Linked DNA regions of Zea mays: regions 1 and 3 are each linked to region 2. The links are chromatin contacts, called in public Hi-C maps. All regions are on one chromosome and are shown on one strand. The core of a region is the stretch at or near the end of the contact, and the rest is flanking DNA. Distances in the headings are between cores, read along the strand shown. Region 1 holds the start of LOC103632346 (type I inositol polyphosphate 5-phosphatase 2). Region 2 holds the start of LOC100304031. Region 3 holds the start of LOC103632344 (kinesin-like protein KIN-4A).

Region 1 (2,700 bases), core at 104-2,603, 370 kb after region 2:
CAAACGGCGGCCCGGCACGGACCAGACGCCCGTGAGCCACAATTCTGGCCCAGGCACGTCATGCCGGCCTGCTGACTATGCTGGGCTAGCTCGTTAGCCCGTCGGCTAATTTGATTAAATCAGCGTAAAATGTTAAAAACCAATGCAGGAGGTGGGGTTCGAACCCATGCCTTGATGCAAGAAGGGCGGGAGACACTGGTGAAACTGTCTAACAATATTGAATATAAATTGTATACATGTATATACGTTTTTTTGTAAAATAAAAAATATATAATCGTGTTGGACCGGGCCAGCACTACAGGCCGAGACTATAGCCCAAGCACGACACAACGTTCTTGGCTCTTGCAAATATTATGTCGTTTCTGAGACCACATTGGCACAATGGACTCCATGGTGTTTGAGGTTGCTGAATTGGATGGAGCAACAATGATTTGTCACACTAACAGTAAAATGAAAGGTTATTTGTTGGTTTTAAACGTTAGTAATTGCTACAAAGTAGCATAATTTATATGGAGTGCATCCAGTTTTTATTGATGGCTGACTTTAGCAATCACTCTATATTTTGATCTATCTTTTTTATAAGTTTAAGTTCATGGGACTTATTTTAGAAACTTGAGCTCACAAACTTTCTCTTATTTGGTGTCTGTATGGTGGAATTATGTCATTTTATAATCTCTGTTCGTTTAATCAGTCGTTGTGAACTCTATTCTAATCGTTCACTTCATTGGCCGTGTTATACCAAGACATATTGGATGGAGTAAACAATAACATCAGTTAGCAAAATCAAAAAAATATTATACGGAGAGCGGGGACAATCAATAAAAAAACTTGAAATTTTTTTGCTGAATAGTTTACATAGATATTGTTGTAAGCCGTCGCAACGCACGAGCAACCGACTAGTTGACATTAATGTTTCACTCTGATGTAGCTCTTCCTCCACTTCTTATGTGAGCTGTCTCACTCTGTTTCACTTTGAGAAATATCTTGCTATCCTAGATGGTTAGAGGCCTTCCTGTTCTTTGATTCGGAACCAAGAGCCTAGTGTCTCTCTATTTCCATAGTAAAGTGAACAGGACCAGGACCACAGATAGTGCCCGTCTCCACCAATTTTTTGCGTCATCTGTCTGTGCTAATAAGTAATGGCTGTTTTGATCCATCAAATCCAGTATTTCTTTTCTCGAACACGCTGAAGAGCCCATCAAATCCAGTATGATCCACACATATGTGGACCTGTCCATCTCTTCGAACAGTATGATGATGCTGTGCTTGTCCCTGTCACATGGTATAATGTCTTGTTGGACCATGTGCACTTGGTAGAAGTTCATGCAGGACAAACACTGGATGTTGTCCACCAATTGTGCTCAAATTTTCGCATATCTACCCTTTTCTTAGTTTTCTTATGCTAGAAAGCAACAGTTGTTATATTGGTGTCTACTTCACATATTCTCCATGACCAAGTGGACAGCGGTGGGAGTATTCAATATGGATCTTACTGCTGCAAAAGCTATTCTGCAATTTGAAGGACAAGTGGTAACAGTGAACTAGCTGGAAACTTAATGCCGACTTCCACTTTGTCTAGTTGCATCTTTCCTGTATGTATTTATCTTGCATCTGCTTCCCCCCTAGTAACTCGTTGGAACATATCCCCCTAGTAGATAGTTGGAACATATGGACCTGTCTTTTCTTTGAAATGGAGGGAGGTTCGAAGTTTTGTTCCTAGCCTTCCTTGTAGCGTTGAAGATGATGAGAGATCAAAGAAGAAAACAGTCAGAGGTAATCTGCAGAAATGGGTAGCTTCAGTATATGCTTGTATGAATTATGATGGATCGTTTTTCCCTTTTACTGCTCTTGATAATGCCGAGTTATCTGACCTGGTATAAATTGCAGCCATTTTGGTCTTCAATGGTGATGAAAAAATGGCTAAACATCAGGCCGAAATTAAATGATTTCAGCGAAGACGAGTTTGATACAGGCAGTGAGGATAGTGGTATGAGGAATTGCATGGGTATTCTCTACAAATTTCTTTGCTTGTATCCTCAATAATTTCACGCAAATTAGAATTTTACACCTTTTCTCAGACGGTACTAACTCTGGAGATGATAATAACTTCTTTGAGATACATGGAAATCTCAAATACATGATTAGCAAATCATCAGGTAAGATTGTTTCCATAAACGCCTACAGTGATGTCTATAGCTTGACTGCGTTTTAAGCAGTGTTTTCCTAAATGCTTAACAGTGGGTCACCTACCATATAGTGACTATTTTGGCTAAACGGCCATTTAAATGGGAAATCAAGTTTAACATAATAGCACAGCTCTGGCATGTATTGTAAGTTTATTGTAGCATTCATTATAACTAGTTGACTAGTGCTTGTGGAGCTAAAGTTTGCTTTGCTTGCTACAACATTGTAGAAAAATACCATACTGTTCCTAATGGTGGCATAACAATGATTCTCTTGCAGCTTTAGGTTTGCAAAATTATTTCTCAAACACGCAGCGTCATTTCATTAAGAAGAATAGAGTGTACATAGAGTACAAGGGGAGAAGAATCTCCAAGCACACACACTAACACACAGATTTGCAAAATAATACCCTATCTTGAACCTGCAAAGCTCAGATTTATGCGGATATGTTGATACCCTATAAATAGAGTTTAGAAATGAGGATTTAAATTGTAGTGGTTTCTGTATATTCACAAT
Region 2 (2,813 bases), core at 264-2,763:
CCAAAACCACATATAGCAATAGCCAAGCTACTCAAAAGTTTAGGGGTAAACAAGGTGTAAAGATGACCAAACTAGGGTGACCTATTGGGTCCCATGAAAATTAAGCCTATGCATGACAAAATGATTATAGAGAACATTATTGGAAAAATAAAAGTGGTGAAGGGCACAACTTGCCTTCAATGAGCTCCTGCTCAGCAATTTCCACCTACTGAACACCTGGGTCCTCGGTCACTTGTTCGTCTACTCGAAGCAATACAAACAAACATGGTATAGGAGAAATTAACATCACACCAATCATGAGAATAGAATACATAATAGTAATTTACGCATCGTAATGAGATTGTAGGTTCGAGAATCGCTAAATTTAGAGTTACGGATATCAAGTTATGATTTTTCTGAAGTCTGTATGTGTTTGGTACACGAATAACTAAGTGATACATTTTAATCTAGGTTTCATGCTAAAACAGAGTTAGCAAGTGATAAACAATATTAATACCAAATTAATGCAACTAGAATGGGTTAAAAAGGAGTGGAAATGAATTTTCTATGGATTAAACAAGTTCCTGGAATTAATTTTGTACTAAAAATCAATTTCTGTATCCATTTATTCGGTTTACTTATTCCCTGGGACGACGTCCATAATTACTGGAAAGATTAGTGGTTAAAACACTAAAAACAGGACCTAAAAGTAATACTCCTAAAGCTAAGGCGGACTGTGGGTTGAATCGGTGAAACTACAGGGGCTCTTACACAATTAGGGCGCAGCGAAGGGGTATGGATCAATTTCGGTCGTCCGATCAGAACTGAGCGCTTAGGATTAAACGTTATATAAAGTGAACCGGTATGGAACCAGCGTCGTTTGATCTCAACGCGACGCTCCGGATTAAACCCACGCGTTAAGTAATAGGTAACTCGCCCCGATCGTTAGATCCGATCTCAACGGATGAGGGACGACCACGGCCCGACCTTGATCTAAGACATTCATTACCGCATCAATGCTCTAGATCTAATTGAGTGAACTGGTATGTCATGATCTAATCATGACCGTCCGTGATGGATCCTATGGAGCACGTGATCTCTCTGTTTCCCCCTTCTCTCAGATGTCGCCATGGCGGCACCGACCGCGCTATGGCGGCGATCATGCCAGCGAGTGACCCAGTCGAGCGCAAGCTCCAAATTGAGATACGCAACACGTTGATAAGGACATGGTGAGCACGGGGGAGGTTTGCATACCGAGGGTTACGCAGAGCCGAGTACTGCCTGCGGGAGTCCGAGTACCGCGACGGACCTTGATGCTCCGGCAAACAATTTCTCCGGCGTCCAGAGTCTTCCTCGTTCGAGGAGTCGGGTGTGCGTGATTCTCGCACGACGACAAACCCGTCGAGGCCCCTCCCATTCACTGACTGCTGGCAACACCGGAATTCAAGTGCGACGGACACATCCCTCCTCTCGGCTACCGGCGAACTTCACACCCACACCTGGTTGAACGTGGCACTCGGATGGGTTATGGGAGAGGAAGCACGGGAGTTTGATCCACCTTTGTAGCCGGGACGAGGTGGTCCAAGGGCAGCTAGAATCCTGGGGCGGCGCAACAACTCGACCGCGAAGTCCGCTCGGGAAGAGAACAGGGGACATGAGGGCCCCACGTGTCAGAGAGAGAAAGTGGTTGGTGCGCGCACGCGTGTGGCTACTAGTGGGCCCCACTTGTCAGTTGGCTCACGCGTGCGAATGAAAGGAAGTGGTGGCTGCAGACCAGTAGCCCCCGGTTGTCACAGCGCTGGCGCGAAGAAAAGGAGGGCCGCGCGGGAGTTCATTAGTGGGCTGGCGCAAATCGGCCCAAGCGCAGTTTTCATTTTTTTCTTTTTTTCCTTTTCTGTTTTCTTTTCTTTTTATTTTTAGAGTTCAAATTTTAATTAAAACTTGGTTGTGAACTTGTACTTAGATTAAATGTACAAATTGAACATACCAATAAGGAAGGAATTTATTTATTTATATATTTATTTTGTATTGTGTAGTAATTTTTTTCTCTTTCCCTTTCTATGTTATTTCCAACTTTTAAATTGCAAATTAGGTTAAATCCTAATTTGGACACTAATATATATCCATTAATATTATTACTATTAGTTATAAATGCACAAACAAATAACCTCCAACATGATGCATAGATTATTTTAGGCGTCATTAGTTAATTATTCACTTTAAATATAGTTATTCACATGTTCCAATAAGGGGAGGACAACACATATATGAAGATTACTCTCACTTTTATTATCACCACCAGTTGGGTATTACAATTCTCAAGGAAGCCCACGAAATGGCCTATTTCATACACCCTGACAGCGAGAAAATGTACCAAGACCTGAAGAAAAGATTCTGGTAGTACGGTATGAAAAGGGAGATCGCGGAGTATGTTGCCATATGTGATAGTTGTCAGAGAATTAAGGCGGAGCATCAAAGGCCCGCAGATTTGTTGCAGCCATTGCAGATTCCTAAATGGAAGTGGGATGACATTGGGATGGACTTTATAGTCAGTTTGCCTCGCACTCGAGCCGGTTATGACTCCATCTAGGTATTAGTGGATAGCTTAGCAAAGGCGGCTCATTTCGTACCAGTCAAGACTAGCTAAAGCACTACAATGTTGGTAGAGTTATACATGTCTCGGATTGTATGCTTACATGGTGTTCCGAAGAAGATAGTGTCCGACTAGGGAACCTAGTTTACTCCTCACTTTTGGCAACAATTGCATGAAGCCTTGGGTACCCATTTGAATTTCAGTTCAGCTTATGACCCGTAGACAGATGGTTATACCGAGA
Region 3 (2,847 bases), core at 145-2,644, 480 kb after region 2:
ATAAGAAAAAAAGAGAAAGAGAGAGACCGAGCCGTGAAATATATAAAAAAACAAACAAGTACATTGTTCTGGAAGGCACATGGGACTGGCTAACCACCGAGACGTGAAAGGGGATCCAGCACTTTGTGCAAAACAATATGATACTCAGATAATGTGACGTGCATGTGTGCGCGCGCGAGAGAGGGGCACCTGCCCCCGCATAAACTACGGGATTATTACGTCGCTGTTAGAGGGGAGGTGGAGCGTTGGCATCAGCGACGTCCCGCGCGCAAACCGAATGTGGCCTGTTGAGACGCCATTCACGCGTACGCCTCCTCCTCCTCCTCCTCCTCCTCTGTTTCTGCTTGCTTGCTAACCTAATGGCATAGCAGAATTGACGCCCCATCAGCTTCGATCGATGGAGTTAGGAGTGTTGTTTGTTTCATCGTCTATCTACTGTCCTCTGAGTGACGGCGACGTCGCCATGCATGCTCTCGACACTCTTGCGCCTTGCAACTTATTAGGAGTACTTGTTACTTTACTACTCCGTTCTGACTTGACTCTAGACCACGTTCTGTGTGTGCTGTGCTGTCATATATAGCGTCGTTGGCCCGTGTTCGTTTTTTTTTGTAGCGGTGGTGGGAGGAGGAGGAGGAGATGGGGACAGCGTTTGTTAGCGATTCGAGGGGGAAAGCTTATTACATGAAACAACGGCACCAGTCAATGCTTTTCGGTCCCCCAAGTTAATTTCTTGTGGTCTTGTGGAAGCCACTAGGCAACGATGCGGCAGCGTCACGTTTATGGATGGGAAATACGTTACGGTATGTATAAAGTGCATGAGAACTCAACGTGGCGCTACAGTTACAGTATGCCTGGCTCCACATCACCACATGCAGTGCACTGCCGTACCGTGTACGTAGCTTGTCTTGTCCCGCTGTTGTTTTCCCTAGCTACTACACGTTGCCATTGTCCGTTACATTTACTATATATATATACTACCAGTACCAGAGAGCAGGTGGGCAGCTCTGATGTTCTGGCTCCTGACTGCCTTCACAGGCACTGAATCGGAGCAACAGTTCCGGTTTCTCTTTCTATTATTTCTCGATTAATAAGGCGAGAAAAAGGCGACCAGCGAATGAAATGGGGAAAATGTGTTTTCCTGATAGAAATCCTGCCCGCGATAATTATTTTTTTTATAAAAAAAAATTAGCACTACGTCTCGCTTGATAGGGATCCGTACGGAAAAAGATAAATCAGCAGATGGTAGGATTTACTTTCAAGACGAGAGAGAGAGAGGTCAGTTCGGTCAATTGTGCTTGGGTCACTAACAACCAAGAAGATGCCACGTCCTTGTTGCGGCGGACGGACGAGCGAGCGAGCGAGCAGTGGAAAGGTAATAACACCGCAGCTGCAGGCAGTGATTAATCACTCGCTCTCTCGCTCGCTCCCCGTCCCTGCCCACTCACTCACTCACCTTCGCCGGGAAAAAAAGGAGGAAAGGAAATAAAATACTCCAAGCCAAGAGAGCGGCAGGCCGCAGGGGCACCCCCCACACCCACAGGCCATCCTTCACCAGCACACACTCATCTCCCACACCTAGCCTAGCCTTGCTTTGTCCTCCTCCGTCTCGCTCTCGCTCTCCGTCTCCATTCCCACCCACCACCAAACACCAGGCCCAAAGGACCCCCCGCCTTCCCAACTAAGAGCACCAGCGCAGCGGGGAGGGGGAATCAGGGCAGCAAGATCCGAGCAGCAGGAGTGGCAAGCAGCATTTGTAGCCACAGCTCGCTCACTCAATTGCAGCTAGCCGCGGTTGCGGTTGGACTGGATCGGCGGCAGGGCAGGGCAGGGCAGGGCGCGCGGCGGTGGTGGTAGTTGCAGAAGTGACGGTCAAGTTTTCCTCGCTCCTTGCTTCGGCCGAGACTCCGCCTGACGCTACTACCAACATCTCCACCTGAATCCATCTCTATCTACCTCGCACGAACGAACAGAGACAGGGGAGGGGAGGGGGGGAATTGAAGTGTAACCCAAGGAAAGGAACCATGATGGTGTGGCAGGCGGAGGAGGAGGATTGATCCATCCGTCAACCCATCAGACCCGTCCATCCATCGGTGGTGGTGGTGGTGGCTGCTGTTACTCGCTATCACCATCTGCTGCTGCCTGCTTTAGTCTTTTGCTTCACTTCTCTTCTTTCTATCCTTCCTCCCCCTGTCTGTTTGTCTGTCTTATTGCCCTCCCTGTTCTTGTTGCTGCTTGCATTGAGAAAAGAGAGAGAGAGAGACAGAGAGAGATAGAAAGTGGTTGCTAGTTGTATGGTCGTCCGGTGGGCGCGATGACCATGGAGCACGGCGAGGATTGCTGCGTCAAGGTGGCGGTCCACGCGCGCCCCCTCATCGGCGACGAGAAGCTGCAGGGCTGTAAGGACTGCGTCGCCGTCGTGCCGGGCAAGCCGCAGGTATCGATTCTGCGACTTCTTTGCTTCTTCGCTGGGGAGTGGGCCGGGCATGAATCTTCGGATGTTTCTGAACCTGTGTTTCCCGCCCTCCTGCGTGTGCCTTGTTTACATCTCGGATACACAATTCAGACTCTGGATTGACCCCTGCCAAACAATATTTTTAGAAGTCTGCCTGTCCTGCTATTTCCCCATGTTTTCTAGTACAATTTTCAGAGGCATTTTGACACTGCATGCAGATTTTCAGGGTGTTTCTTCTTCTTCTTCTTCTTCTTCTTCTCTGTATTCTATTCTATCTTGCACCGCTGAGAGTCTGTTTCGCCAACAAGAGTACAGGTACAGCAGAGCAGAGATAAATTGACCATGTCGAAACAATCCAGATCTCTCTCCGTGTGTGTGCGTGGGAGAGAGGGGGA

What was found. A called contact is a pair of places that touch in the nucleus more often than the background predicts.
Region 1: a Hi-C map of tassel shows a contact between it and region 2, with 3 times the contacts expected there. The contact joins the promoter of LOC103632346 here to the promoter of LOC100304031 in region 2. A contact is called at or near these places in 8 of 25 Hi-C or Micro-C datasets (bundle sheath, ear, endosperm and 3 more).
Region 3: a Hi-C map of tassel shows a contact between it and region 2, with 2.0 times the contacts expected there. The contact joins the promoter of LOC103632344 here to the promoter of LOC100304031 in region 2. A contact is called at or near these places in 2 of 25 Hi-C or Micro-C datasets (bundle sheath and tassel).

The regions. Positions count from the first base shown.
Region 1 is chr7:49,229,749-49,232,448 of Zm-B73-REFERENCE-NAM-5.0, reverse strand. LOC103632346 (type I inositol polyphosphate 5-phosphatase 2) reads left to right here and starts at 1,353. Exons shown (of 10, transcript XM_008654158.4): 1 at 1,353-1,773; 2 at 1,888-1,987; 3 at 2,079-2,156. The coding sequence starts at 1,741.
Region 2 is chr7:49,598,343-49,601,155 of Zm-B73-REFERENCE-NAM-5.0, reverse strand. It overlaps LOC100304031, which reads right to left and starts at 1,513. Exons shown (of 3, transcript NM_001364710.1): 1 at 1,234-1,513; 2 at 175-240. The coding sequence starts at 1,396. The coding sequence ends at 206.
Region 3 is chr7:49,116,161-49,119,007 of Zm-B73-REFERENCE-NAM-5.0, reverse strand. LOC103632344 (kinesin-like protein KIN-4A) reads left to right here and starts at 1,394. Exons shown (of 25, transcript XM_008654154.3): 1 at 1,394-2,434. The coding sequence starts at 2,312.